Regions from separate parts of the Mus musculus genome. Here region 2 is linked to region 1. Evidence: chromatin contacts called from public Micro-C data. All regions are on one chromosome and are shown on one strand. Each heading gives the region's core, a stretch centred on a gene start, on an enhancer-like site or on the middle of the called end of the contact. The rest is flanking DNA. Distances are from core to core; before and after follow the strand shown. Region 1 holds the start of Crtc3 (CREB regulated transcription coactivator 3). Region 2 overlaps Crtc3 (CREB regulated transcription coactivator 3).

Evidence for each region. A called contact is a pair of places that touch in the nucleus more often than the background predicts.
Region 2: a Micro-C map of muscle stem cells shows a contact between it and region 1, with 3 times the contacts expected there. The contact joins the enhancer-like site here to the promoter of Crtc3 in region 1. A contact is called at or near these places in 12 of 39 promoter capture datasets (the 3T3-L1 cell line, the C10 cell line, cranial neural crest and 6 more), 3 of 15 datasets of contacts at CTCF or cohesin (CD8 T cells, the G1E-ER4 cell line and pro-B cells), 32 of 484 Hi-C or Micro-C datasets (B cells, CD4 T cells, CD8 T cells and 20 more), 15 of 115 datasets of contacts at active chromatin or transcription factors (the 230-238 cell line, CD8 T cells, the HPC-7 cell line and 10 more) and 2 of 9 other capture datasets (adipose tissue and pancreatic islet).

The regions. Positions count from the first base shown.
Region 1 is chr7:80,686,331-80,692,641 of GRCm38.p6, forward strand. It overlaps Crtc3 (CREB regulated transcription coactivator 3), which reads right to left and starts at 2,547. Exons shown (of 15, transcript NM_173863.2): 1 at 2,277-2,547. The coding sequence starts at 2,408.
Region 2 is chr7:80,652,001-80,658,311 of GRCm38.p6, forward strand. All of the region lies in intron 2 of Crtc3 (CREB regulated transcription coactivator 3), which reads right to left. It overlaps Gm51450 (a long non-coding RNA gene), which reads left to right. Exons shown (of 3, transcript XR_003946653.1): 3 at 1-6,311. Among named protein-coding and RNA genes, the nearest start is that of Gm51450, 7.3 kb to the left of the region's middle. Within about 2 kb of position 3,886, at least 80 of the 459 cell types and tissues checked have an H3K27ac peak or open chromatin away from gene starts, as enhancers often do. A contact at or near this core is called in adipose tissue, bone marrow-derived macrophages, forebrain and 7 more, where this site is marked.

The DNA of each region.
Region 1 (6,311 bases), core at 1,297-3,796:
TGACTCCCTGGCCCAGGTACAGGGCAAAATGGCATAAGTTTGTAGTAATTTGTAGTAATTAGCAGAAATAGCAACTGGATTAGCCTATAAGCCACAGTTGATCAGGTTCATTAAATTCAACATATCACATAGAGACCCCAAGTTCAGTGCATCAGAATAGCATTTCTCATACTACATGAAATTTGACTTGGATTTATGAATTTGTAACCTTGAGTTATTGCACACATAAATGTTTTGGTCTATGAGTGTATAGACGCTCTACCTAGTGAACTATATACACAAGATTATGTGCAAACACACATGAGTAAAATCAAAACTATATGAACACTAAGGATCTAGGAGGACCTGTTTTTAAAAATCTGACCCAGATCTGATGGTGCATGTCTGTGATCCCAGCATTAATGAACTAAGGAAAAGGGATGTCGAGCTAGAAGCCAGCCGAGCTACAGAGCACAAAAATAATCTGGGGGCTGGAGAGATGGCTCAGAGGGTAGGAGCACTGACTGTTCTTCCAGAGGTCCTGAGTTCAAATCCCAGCAACCACATGGCTCACAACCATCTGTGATAGAGATCTGACACCCTCTTCTGGTATGTCTCTTCTAAAGACAGCCACAGTGTACTTACATATAATAATAAATAAATCTTTAAAAAAACATTTAAAAATAATCTGTATATCACTCATGACCTCAGCACAAAGGATGATTTAAAGGGGGCCTCAAAATCGCATGAGCGACTGGACCAACTCTAGCTATACAGACACATAGAGCACATGTATGTGTGCATAAAGTCTGCCTTGTAACATCAACACAGGCCTTACACTAATCCATGGCTTTTACCCACACCTCTTCAATACATCCGAAGCTTGTCAGGCTCAGTCTAATCAAGGTCACAAAATGTCAAGGCCTTAGATGCCAACCTGTAAGCAGTATAACTGCTCAGGGCATAAGGACATTTTTTTCCTTGAAATTTTCAGCCTTCTATACAGAAGGCTGTATCTATCTGTATCCTGTATCTATCTCTTATCTCTCATATATTCCTTTTTTTCTTCTTCTTCCTTCAGTGCATGGAGAATGGAAGTTCAGAAAGCAGTCCACTTTGCCCTTACTGATGAGTGGTCTCGGTGTAGGGGGCTGTAACAGTGAGCCGTGTAAAGTGTATTATAGCAAGAAAGAGTTCACACTCCACTTGAGGGAAGTAACACTCAAGATTGTTTCCAAGTCTCTTAATTTTAAAGTAAGTCCGTTTAGTTTATGCTATACATTTATGTTAGTTTAGTTTATGTTAAATTTATGTTAAAAGAAAAAACTCCCAATTTAAACCCTAGCAACAGATTTTAGTTTTCTTGTTTTTGTTTTTCAATCCCAAACACTATGGTGGCCAAAATAGAATACGCTTGCACCTTGGGAAGCAGGGAAACAACCAGCTTGCAATCTGCTCACACGTCTGCTTCCAGCTGTCCACCCCCAGCATCTTCCTAGCCTCCCCCATCTGACAATGTGCCTTCAAGGCCAGCACTCAGAATCCTCAAGGCTGCCCACTCACGTTGACCCTCTGCAGTCTACACAGACACTCCTGCCGTCTCCATCCCCTGCCGTCCGCTCCAGTTGTCTAGCCTCCCAGGTGTTTGTTCCGACTCGCTCTTACTCATTCCTCTGGGTCCCTCCGCAGTCACCATCTGCGCTAGGCACCCTGTCAGTTCTCACTAAATATCTGATGCTGAGCAAATGCACCGGACCACGGAAAGCACCTCCAAGAGGCGAAGGAGGGAAAGCCACGGAATCTCAACGTGGTACCAAGGCCCCCTGCCACTCAGGGGCCAGCCGTCGATTCGCTTGTGCGTGCACCAAGTCTTCCCCTCGGGGAGGATGTGCGACCCTCCGGCCCCCGAGGCCTTCTACGCCGACAGTCAAGGGCTCGCTGGCCGTGGGTGTCCACGGAGAAGCCGCACCGCCCGAACCAGGCGTGCCTCGGTCCGGCCTCTGAGCTGCAGCTGCGTGCGATTTCCTCTCGGGGTCATCCTCCCGCTTAGGCCGCCCGGCCCCGCTGCCCGCCTCCCCGGGCTCGGCCGTTTCCAGCTCAACGCACCGAGGCCCGTCCACCGAGATAGCAAGCCGCATTCGGTGTCGCCAGGCCGGCCAGAGCCGAGGCCGCGGCCGCCCCGGCCCCACTCCCCACCCGCGGCCCCCGCCCGGCTCCGCCGCCGCCGCCTCGGCCCGGCGACCTCTTCCCCGCCGCGCGGACCCGCCCGCACCGCTCGCGCCGGCCCCGGAGCTCACCCGGGACAGGGTGAGGTCGGTCATGAGCTGCTCGAAGGCCCGCGTCTCCTCGGCCTGCCGCTGCGTGTGCAGGGCGATCTTCTCACTGAACTTCCGCGGGTTGGCGCTGCCCGAACCGGGCGAGGCGGCCATGGCGCGCGCCCGGCGCTAGCGGGCTAGGCACACGGCAGGCGCGGGGTTCCGCTGCTCGGCCCACCCGGTCTGTCCGCAGGCCGCCCAAGCCGCCGCCCGAAACCTGTCCTCCGGCGCGACCCGGCAGAGGAGCCGCCGCGGCCCCAGAGCCAGCGAGCGGCCGGGAGCGCGCCGAGGTCCGCCCCCGCGCGGCGGCTCCGCCCTCGGCGCGGCCCGCCCGGCCTCCGGGCCCCGAAGCCCGGCCTCCCAGCCGGGGAGCTCGACCTCCGGCGAGCCGACCGAGGGCTGAGCCCACGGTCCCCAGCCTGCTTCGGGACTTCTCACACCTATATCACGTCTGTAAAGTTAAGCTGCACCAATGTGTGAGAGCCGCTGGGTACCACTGCCCAGTGTGGATGTGTACATATGTATATGTGCATGCAGGCACCCACGGAGATCACACTAATCTAGGAACCAAACACGGGTCTTTGCCTCTGTAAGAGCTGTTTGTACTCTTAACTGAGCCATCTCTCCCATCCGTTCAACTTCGCTGGTAAAACAGCAAGTGGCCTCGTCAGGCTTCCCCCTTTTTAGCCCAGAAGCTGCTTCCAACATAATTGTACACCAAGATGTCCTGGAGAGTGTTGAGCATGACTGTGTTCTGTGAATTAGGACGTATTAGCGACATGAGGAGAAATACGGAAAATAACAACAACGCCCACGCACCTCATGATTAAACCATCAAAACATTTTTGCAGAGCCTGGGGACGGTGTTCAGCTGTAGAGCGCTTGTGTGACAAGCCCTAGGCCTTGGGTTTGATTCCAACACTGCAAATAAAATTTAAAAGGCATTTTGGGGCCAGCTAAATGACTCATGTGGAAGGAGATAACTGACTCCTGAGACTTGTCCTTTGGCCTCCACACTCAGGCTGTAGCAAGCACATACCTAGACACACATACACAATAAGACTTTTTAAAAATCGTTTTGCTTCATATGCTTGGAGTTTATTTAAAAAAAAAAAAAAAAGAACCCCACCTCATTCTTTGTCTCCATAAAAAGTAACTATGTTGGTAGTGATGTCTAACACTACTGTTCATTTTTTCAAAATTAACATATACTTATTATTCTGTTCTTCCTTTTATTGTGTATGATTTATTAATCCAGTTACTCTATGTGGGATAGGAAGTTTTATGTTTAAAATTTATACAAAAATGAGGCTGGGCATTATGGCAAGTGCCTGTAATCCTAGCAGTCAGGAGTTAGAGGCAGCAGGATCAGTAGTTCAAGGTCCTCCTTGGCTACATAATGAGAAGAAAGCCAGTCCAGACTGTATGATGACCTTGTCTCAAAAACAAAACCAAAAAGAATTTATAGACATGATGTGCAACTTTTGTATTTCCTGCAACTGTTTTTATATGTGTTGGTTTTTTACATTCATTCATTATTCATTTTGTGTGTGTGTGTGTGTGTGTGTGTGTGTACTCACATCCGCCAATAACTCAGGTTGGTGGCAGGCACATTTACCGACTTAGGGAGCTCACTAGTCCCTAGATTGTTTTGTTATAATTAGGCTTATGTGTCTGTTGTATTGTCCTACCCACCATGCTTTTTTTTCTTATTTTATATTTCTTGATTTTTATATGTATGTGTGTATGCTTGCATGCAATTATGTGCAGCATCTATGTATAGGGATCCTTGGTAGCCAGAAGGTGGCCTTAGTCCCCTGGAGCTGGAGTTACAGACGGTTGCTTGTGAGCTACCATCTGTACCATGTGGGTGCCGGGAACTGAACCTTGACCCTTTGCAAGAGCAGTAGGCACTCCTAACCACTGAGCCATCCCTCCAGTCCATCCATGCTTTTTCTTTACGTGTTGCCTTCTGCTTTTATGCCATACTGAGTTCATTTTCACACAGATGAGCCAGGCTGGACATGGTGTCATACATCTGAGATCTCACTACCTGGAGGGTGGAGGCAGGAAGACTGCAAGTTAAGGGTCATTCTGGGCCACTCTGTCTCAAAAAAAAAAAAAAAAAAAAAAAGCAAATGTGTTACTCTTTCAGAGAACCTGAGGTTGGTACCCAACACCCAAATTGGGCATTCACAGCCACCTGTCACTCTCTCTCCAGGGACTATGATAACTTTGCTTCCACAGGCACCTGCACCCAAGTATGCATGCCACACAGAGGCACATAGACACATGATTAAATGCAATCAAAATAAATCTTTAAAAAAAGAAGAAAACAAAAGAAAAATCTGGGCATGGTGGCACACACCATTTAATAACAGTACTTAGGAAGCAAAGGCTGCCGTTGGGTCTCTGTGAGTTGGAGGCCAGCCTGGTCTACAGAGTGAGTCAGCCCTCCTTCCCCACCACCTTAACAAACAAACAAACAAAACCAAATAAAGTAGGACTTTCTGGCTAGTTCGGGTAATAAAGGGGTTGCTGAGATGCCTGTTTGGAGGGCTGAGAGCAGACGCTGATGGAGCGCCAGGCTGCAGACAAGAGGCAGCAAAGGAACCATTCCCTCTCTTGAGATTGGAAGCCAGCTGGGAAAGCTGTCACTACACTGAGCTCCAAGCAGAGGCTCAGAAAACACACAGGAGGAGACTGTTCCCCACCCACAGTTTCATTTCCAAGGCTTCAATTATACTCCATCAACCGTAGTCTAAAAATATTAAGTGGGACATTTCCAAAAAATTCATAATTCATGAGTTTTTACATTGCTTGCCAATCTGAGCAGCATGATGAAACATTGTGTCGTCTCACAATGGGTGGGAGGGATCCACTAACCAAGCATACCGTGCCCTACAGACCGCCTGCCTGTGTGGTCACTTAGTAAGGTCTCTGGTAGTAGATCAACTATCAAAATAATGTACTTTCTTCACCTTTATTTCACCTAATTAAAAAAAAAAAAAGCCTCAACCAGGGACCAGCAAGGTGGCTCAGTGAGTAAAGGCACTGCCACCAGGCCTAACATCCTGAGTCTGATCCCCAGGATCCACATGCAAGAAGGACAGACCCGTTGGGCAGTGGTGGTGGCGCATGCCTTTAATCACAGCACTTGAGAGGTAGAGGCAGGCAGATTTCTGAGTTCAAGGCCAGCCTGGTTTACAGAGAGAGTTCCAGGACAGCCAGGGCTTCACAGAGAAACCCTGTCTCAAAAAACAAAAAAAGGGCTGGTGAGATGGCTCAGTGGGTAAGAGCACCCGACTGCTCTTCCGAAGGTCAGGAGTTCAAATCCCAGCAACCACATGGTGGCTCACAACCATCCGTAACGAGATCTGACTCCCTCTTCTGGAGTGTCTGAGGACAGCTACAGTGTACTTACATATAATAAATAAATAAATAAATCTTAACCACCCCCCCACAAAAAAAGTGGGTCCCTTAAGCTAAGTAGGGAGTAACTGCTTTAGTGTTAAAAAAAAAAAAAAAAGACAGACCCAACTCTTAAGAGTTGTCCTCTGAGCGGGCATGGTGGTGCACGCCTTTAATCCCAGCACTCGGTACTCGGGAGGCAGAGGCAGGTGGATCTCTGAGTTCGAGGCCAGCCTGGTCTACAAAGTGAGTTCCAGGACAGCCAGGGCTATACAGAGAAACCCTGTCTCGAAAAACCAAAACAAAACAAAACAAAAAGTTGTCCTCTGACCTTCACACACAAGCACTTTACGTACACATACACACAAGCACACACATGCACAGGCACACACTAAATAACAGTGTTCAAATAATAAGAAATAAGGCCAGCTGGGTGCCTGCAACATAAACCAGTGGATGAAACTTTTACTGTGCAAGCGTGACATCTGCAGAACTAACCGGCTCCTAAAAGATGATCTCTGACAATGTCCATGTGAGCACGATAAATATGATGAGACTTAGGGATAAAACCCTGAGGACTCGAGAGATGGCTCAGTGGTTAAGGAC
Region 2 (6,311 bases), core at 2,636-5,135, 33 kb before region 1:
TCACTGATTACAGTGACAACAAACACTTCCAAATGTCTACATGGCTTTAGTTTCCTACGTCCTGATGGTCTACCTATGGGAAAACACAACAAACTCAAAGTGCCAGAGGTTGCTGAATCCAAAGATCATGAGACTAGGGGCACAGCGAAGGGGAGCCCTTGCCCAGCTAGGGACACAGCGAGGGGAGCCCTTGCCCAGCTAGGGGCACAGCGAGGGGAGCCCTTGCCCAGCACAGCTGGGAAGCTGCAGTCCTGGCAGGGGCTCGTTTGCCTTTTCTCCGTGACTTGGATGCACAGTTCTATAAGTGTCAAGAACCAAATGTAGGCAGAGAAAAATCAAACAAAGGGTACCAAACAGTCAGAGAGTGCCAAGTGTCGCCCCTCACAGCTCCTGGAGCTCCTGAGGCATTATGTCCACTTCATTCCTCGGTGTGAAGCTGGGAGACCAGAGTGCCTCGGCCCCAATGATGTCATGGGGTTAACAAATGAAGAAAGCAGGAAACGGTTTCCTTTTTTTTCTTCAAGAAATACTCTGGTTGAATTTCCTTAACAGGTTTCAACTTCTGCATTCAGAGAAAATAGTTCTGTTTCAGAAAACCAACAAAAGAAGAAAAGCCATTGCCAGGACCTCTATGGTTACAAGCATAAACTCTAGAACAAAAGAGCCTGGCTTTAATCTGCCGGTACACAGCTCTGTGGGCTAGGAAGGTCCTTGAGCCTTGTTAGCCTCCATCTTTGCCCACATACATTAGCTGGGGACAGTAATAGCACCTACTCTGGGGTTCCTGGAAGAAATAAATAACATATGCAAAGCCCTAGCCACCGTGTATGCTACGTGGTCGTTTCTATGCGCCCAGTATTGGTAGAGACAGATGTAGCAGAAGCACAAACTATTCCTGGTAGAAACCTGATTGAAAGAAGGGAAGGAAGTCAGGTATTATGAAGCTCACCTGTCAGAGAAACAGAGGCAGGAGGATCACTGTGAGTTCAAGACCAGCCTGGTCTACATAGTGAGTTCCAGACTAGCCAAAGCTACACAGCAAGGTACTGTCTCAAAGGCACAAAACATAAAAAGAAAAATGAAAAAGAGAAAAGAAGAAAGAAGTGAATTTCCTCTCTACTTGAGAAACAAAGGCAAATACCGTGGCAAATTGCACCGGGCTGCAAAGCTTCAGACTGGGCTGCACAACTGCGGCTAGACAACAGCAGCTGCGGCTGACGGCTAGATCTCTCTCGCTTCCAGTTTTCCACCTATGTACTGAAAGAGTGCAGTCTGCTCTGCCGCTACAATTTTGTTATTCCTCAAGGGCAAGTAATCAAAATGGACAGAGGACTGTGACAAAGAGGGCCGCTGCTGCTGCCAGAACCCAGTCAAGGCTACACAAGCGCTCCCAGGCCCTTTGTTTAGCAGGCTCGCCACTCTGTTTTAAGTTACATTTAACTCTGGAGCTTTTCTAAGCTCTTATTTTTTTTTCTTTTTAATTATCATATAATAACTGCATGTATTAAAACTTTTAGATGACTACCCTGATTAATTAACTTTAAACAACTGTCAAAAACTACTCAGAAGCTAAACAGGCACAGACTGGTCCAATGTATCTGTTGAGCAACTTCATGAATGCCAAGATGTCGGTGAGATACTGAAGAGATAAGTTCGGGCATGGACACTTCAGGGGAGGGAAGACCATGCTCAGAGTGGCCATGTCTGCTCTTGCTGGGTAGCTCATACCCCTGGCCTGGCTGCCCCCTCCCAGTGGAGAGACCACTTCAGGGAGCAGACTGCTAGCTCTGGCCTTTCCTGACCAGGTTCCAGCGTGAAATGCTCAGTGCACGAGCGTGGGACCGCCACAGAGACACACTTCCTTAGAAGCTGAGGGAGGGAGGGAAAGTTGGCTGAGGGGTGAAGGTAGGCTTAGATTAATAAAAAGATTGCTCAGGTGGCCGAGGGAATGAAAAACCAACACATAATCTAAGAGAAGAGCCAAGCAAAAGTGACGCCACCGTGACTAGCTGAAGGGTCCAGGAGGGGAAAAAAAAAAAAGGTAAAGCAATTATACAGACTGGAAAAGAATAAAACACATGATTGATTCTGGGTATTCTATTTTATTTGCTAAATAAGAGCAAAGGCCTGGGAAAGATAAACTGGGTCAGAGTCATGACACCGTCACTTGCCACTGTGCGACCTTTGGTATGTCACTGTGAAAGCATCAGTATAATGGGGATGAAGATGCCAACCTGCACTCCAGCAGGAGAATGAAGTGGCAGAGCACACAGACAGAGCTCAGACACTCAACACTTCTGTCCTCCGAGCACCACCGGACTCCTGCCTAGAGACTGGAGTGTAGCTTAGGGAAGTGGGTTCAACCCGCAGTACCAGAGCCAACCTGAGACCAGCAGGTGCAGGAGTCCTGGAATCCAGGAGGCAGAGGCAGGAGAATCAGTACAAGCTCAAGGCCAGCCTGGTCTATGTTGAGAGTTTCAGGCTAGTTGGGACGAGATAGTAGGCTGTCTCAATCAAATGAGCCCCTCCTGGCTAACACTGTGGGGAAGTGTTTCCCTCTGCACTCGGAAATTACACCAGGGCTGGTGAGGTGACTCAGTGCATTAAGTGTTTGCTGCCCAAGACTGAGGTCAGCCCTGGAGCCCATGAAAGAAGAAGAAACTCTAACATACACTAACACACGCTAGGTGGGGATCGGGCACGCACGCACACACATCCACACATCACACACAATAATAAAAAATACATGTGTTAAAAACACGATGACACCCTCAGAACCCAGATGGTGAAAGCAGGGAACCAACTCTCCTTGAAAGCTGTTCTCTGACCTCCACACATACCCTGTGGCTTCCAATATCTACAAACACACATGTGCGCACACACAGACACATAGACAAAGAATAAACAAACTAGAATCTCTGGAAGTCTAGCTTAGTGGCAGTGTATTTGCCAGCACTTATAAAGTCCTGGGTTCAATTCCTAGGATCCTCCTACTCCCCTCAAAAATGGGAAGTGTGAGCTGGACCTGCTGGGGCAAGCCTAAGGCTGGAAGGCTGAGAGCTCCCAGTCTGTCTGAGTTACAGAGCAAGGAGGAGGCCAGCCTAGGCACCTCACTGAGACACTATCCCAAAATAAACCATTTAAACAGGGATGAGGACACGGCTCAATGATATGAGTGCCTACTTAGCAAAAGCCGCGTTCAGTCCCTGGTACTGAGAGATGGGTATCGAACAGCTACTACTGTGACTGCCTCCAACGGGTTTTCAGGAGAAAATGGGAGGGGAAAGCTTTCTGAAGTTACATCCCCAAGAGTAAAGAAAGAAAAGAGCTAAGACACCAGCTATCTGTTGCCAAGGAAACCAATTTCTGTACCCAGGGAGTGTCCTGAACACAGGCTGTATTTTTGAACAGAGAAACTGCTACAGAACCTGGCATTAGGGACAACAGAGAAACTTCCACAGATGGCATTGACTCTTGGAAAACACCCAACGTAATAATCAACCACTAAGCCTTCATCTTCAAGTCTAAAGTATAAAACCCAGCTGCTTCACAACACAGGGACCAATTCTAACGCCTGAAATGTTGTGAAATTTTGTAAGGAACTGGAACAAAACTTTGGCTGATTCTACAGCCAAAATATGTGGTGACTTAAAAATTTAGAGACAGGCAGTGTGCTGCTTGTGGCTCCCACCTGCCACTCTTTAGCGACCTAACAATCAGGGCCTGGTTCCAGAGAGAGGAATGAGAACTGAATTTCAGAGTCCAAATGTAAGGGCACCTGGAGAAACAGCTTCCGCCCTTGCCCTGCTCTGCCACTGCCTAGGTCCCTGCCTCTCCTGGAGTTGCACTCAGTGCCTTCACATACAGTCTGGATGACCCCAGCCAGGGCAGCTAAGACTTCAGCAAGGTTATTTTTATCCAGCCAATGAGGAAACACTCAGATGTTAACCAGCCTGCACAGATTCTAAGGAGCTTTATGTAAGGCCGGTGTGGTAGCACACGCCTGTAACTCTAGCACTTGAAAAGCTGACACAGGATTACAAGTTCCAGGCCAGTCTAGGCTACACAGTAAGATCTGGTTGAAAGGATAGGGGGCTGTGGGGCAGGGGACAGAAGAGGTTAAGACTGTGGCACAATTAGCAGAGTGCTTACCTAACACTTGTGAAGCCCTGGGTTCAATTCCCCAGCATGGTATAAACTGGCTATAGTGGCACATGCCTGTGGTCCCACCACTTGGGAGGCAAAGACAGAAAAATTAGAAGTTGAAGGTTGTCAGGCATGGTAGCACCCACCTTTGGTCCAAATACCTGGGAGGTAGAGGCAGGTGGATTTCTATGAAGTCCACATCAGCCTGGTCTATCTACAAAATTAGTTTCAATCCAGCCAGGGGTACATAGTGAGTTCCCTCCTCTCCCCCACCCTACACAGAGTTCTAGGCCACTCTCATCTGGGCTCTAATGCAGCTTTGGATACATGAATCCTCACCTGAAAAATGAAAACAAAAGAAGCTTTATATAAATAGCAAAACTTAGTTCTCTAGCCCTAGACAGCATACCACACAGACAGGAAAGGTGGGATCAGCGTTTACTGAAATCACACAAGGTGGCCCGGTTTCTAGCATTTCACCCAGCAGAAGTTGGTACAGGAATTTTGCAATATTCATTAAGCAATAAGTACATACTGGGCATTATTCTGGGATGTTCATGTATTATTAGCTAATTTAATCCTTCCAGTCTACCTTAGGTACTCTTAGTCACCAGAGCTCACTGATGCATAAGTTAGGTGCAGAGAGGCTAATAACCTTGCCTAAGGTCCCAATGTGAGTTACTGAGCAGCTAGTAATGAGATCCAGTTGGCCTTCAGGGACAACACCTCTGATCAGCAACCATCCTAAGATGCCAAATCAGGGCATGAAAATTGTATATATTTCATGCATCAGATGGCTGACAAGTATTAATTGTTTTGTTTGAGGCAGAGTCTCACTAGGTAGCCTAGGTAGGCCTCAAACTTGTGATCTTTGTACTTCGACGTCTTGAGTGCTAGGATTACAGACGTGTGCCATGGTGTCTGTGGCTGGCTCTGCAGTAAGTGTGCGCCTAACCTGTGCTCAGTCCCCAGCAGCCACAGCAGGCATCTCACAGCCATCTGTGACTTCTGCTCCCTCTTTCTGGCCTCTGCAAGCATAGAAATACACACACACACACACACACACACACACACACACACACACACACACAAAACACACACCAATAAAAATAAAAATCTAAGAAAGAAAACACTTGGGACACTAGGGACATAGCTCAGCCAGCAGTGGCTGAGCACACGCAAAAGGGCTGGGTTTGATCTCTAGCATGGCATAAACAAAAGAGAGGCAGAGAGATGCATACCCAGGGGTGGGGGTGGGGGACAGATGGGCTTGTATAGTAATAAAGATATCTGAGGAGCTGGAGAGCTAGCAGTTAAGAGCACATACTACTCTTGCAGAAGACTCAAATTTGGCCCCTGGAACCTACATTGGGCAGCTCACAACTGCCTGTAACCCTAGCTCCAGAGACACCACTGGCTTCCATCAGCACCTGCACTCAGGTGTACATACCCACCCTCACATAATTAAAAGTGAAATGATGAAACAAGGTATCTGAGAGACCCATTTTACTGAACACCAAGTGGCTCAACCTACAAGATACGAAGTCCTGTGTAAGATGTCTGCACAAATCCAACCTGGTCCAGGAAGGCCACTCTGGCCATTCAGGGCAGCAGTCGAAGGCCTAAGACTTTCAGTTCAGATTCAAAGCAAACCTGAGCCAGTGGAGGCAGCATCTGGATACCACACTCACTCCCCAGGTCTGCAGCACCCAGGCCTTGGCAGGGCTGCAGAGCCGGTGGTCTGATAGGAAGCCACGGTACCTCAGAAGAGCCTGCCAAACCCTGGCCATATGAATTCTGCGTCTAGCTGCTGAGGCTGTCTTTGGAGTTCATCCCACGGGGACGTCTGAAGTATTTCTCATCTGCCCCATTTGCTCTGCACAGCTGAGGGAGGAGGGTGGACTGAGCTCAGAGTAAACTGCCCTCGGAGAAGACGACAGATGCCTGATAACTTGGAGGCCAGCCCATAAATTCCAGAACTCTTTTGAAATTTCTGATTATGTGGCCAAAATCTGGGAAATGTTTGGGTCTCCTTGCCTCTGAGAAAACATTCTTTTTCAGGAATCCGCTCAAGCCAGCGTGAAGGGCCATTATCAGTGGCACAGACTGAAAGTCAGGGTTTAGGGCTGTCCTAGCTGAATAGGCACCCCCAAATGATCCGGCTT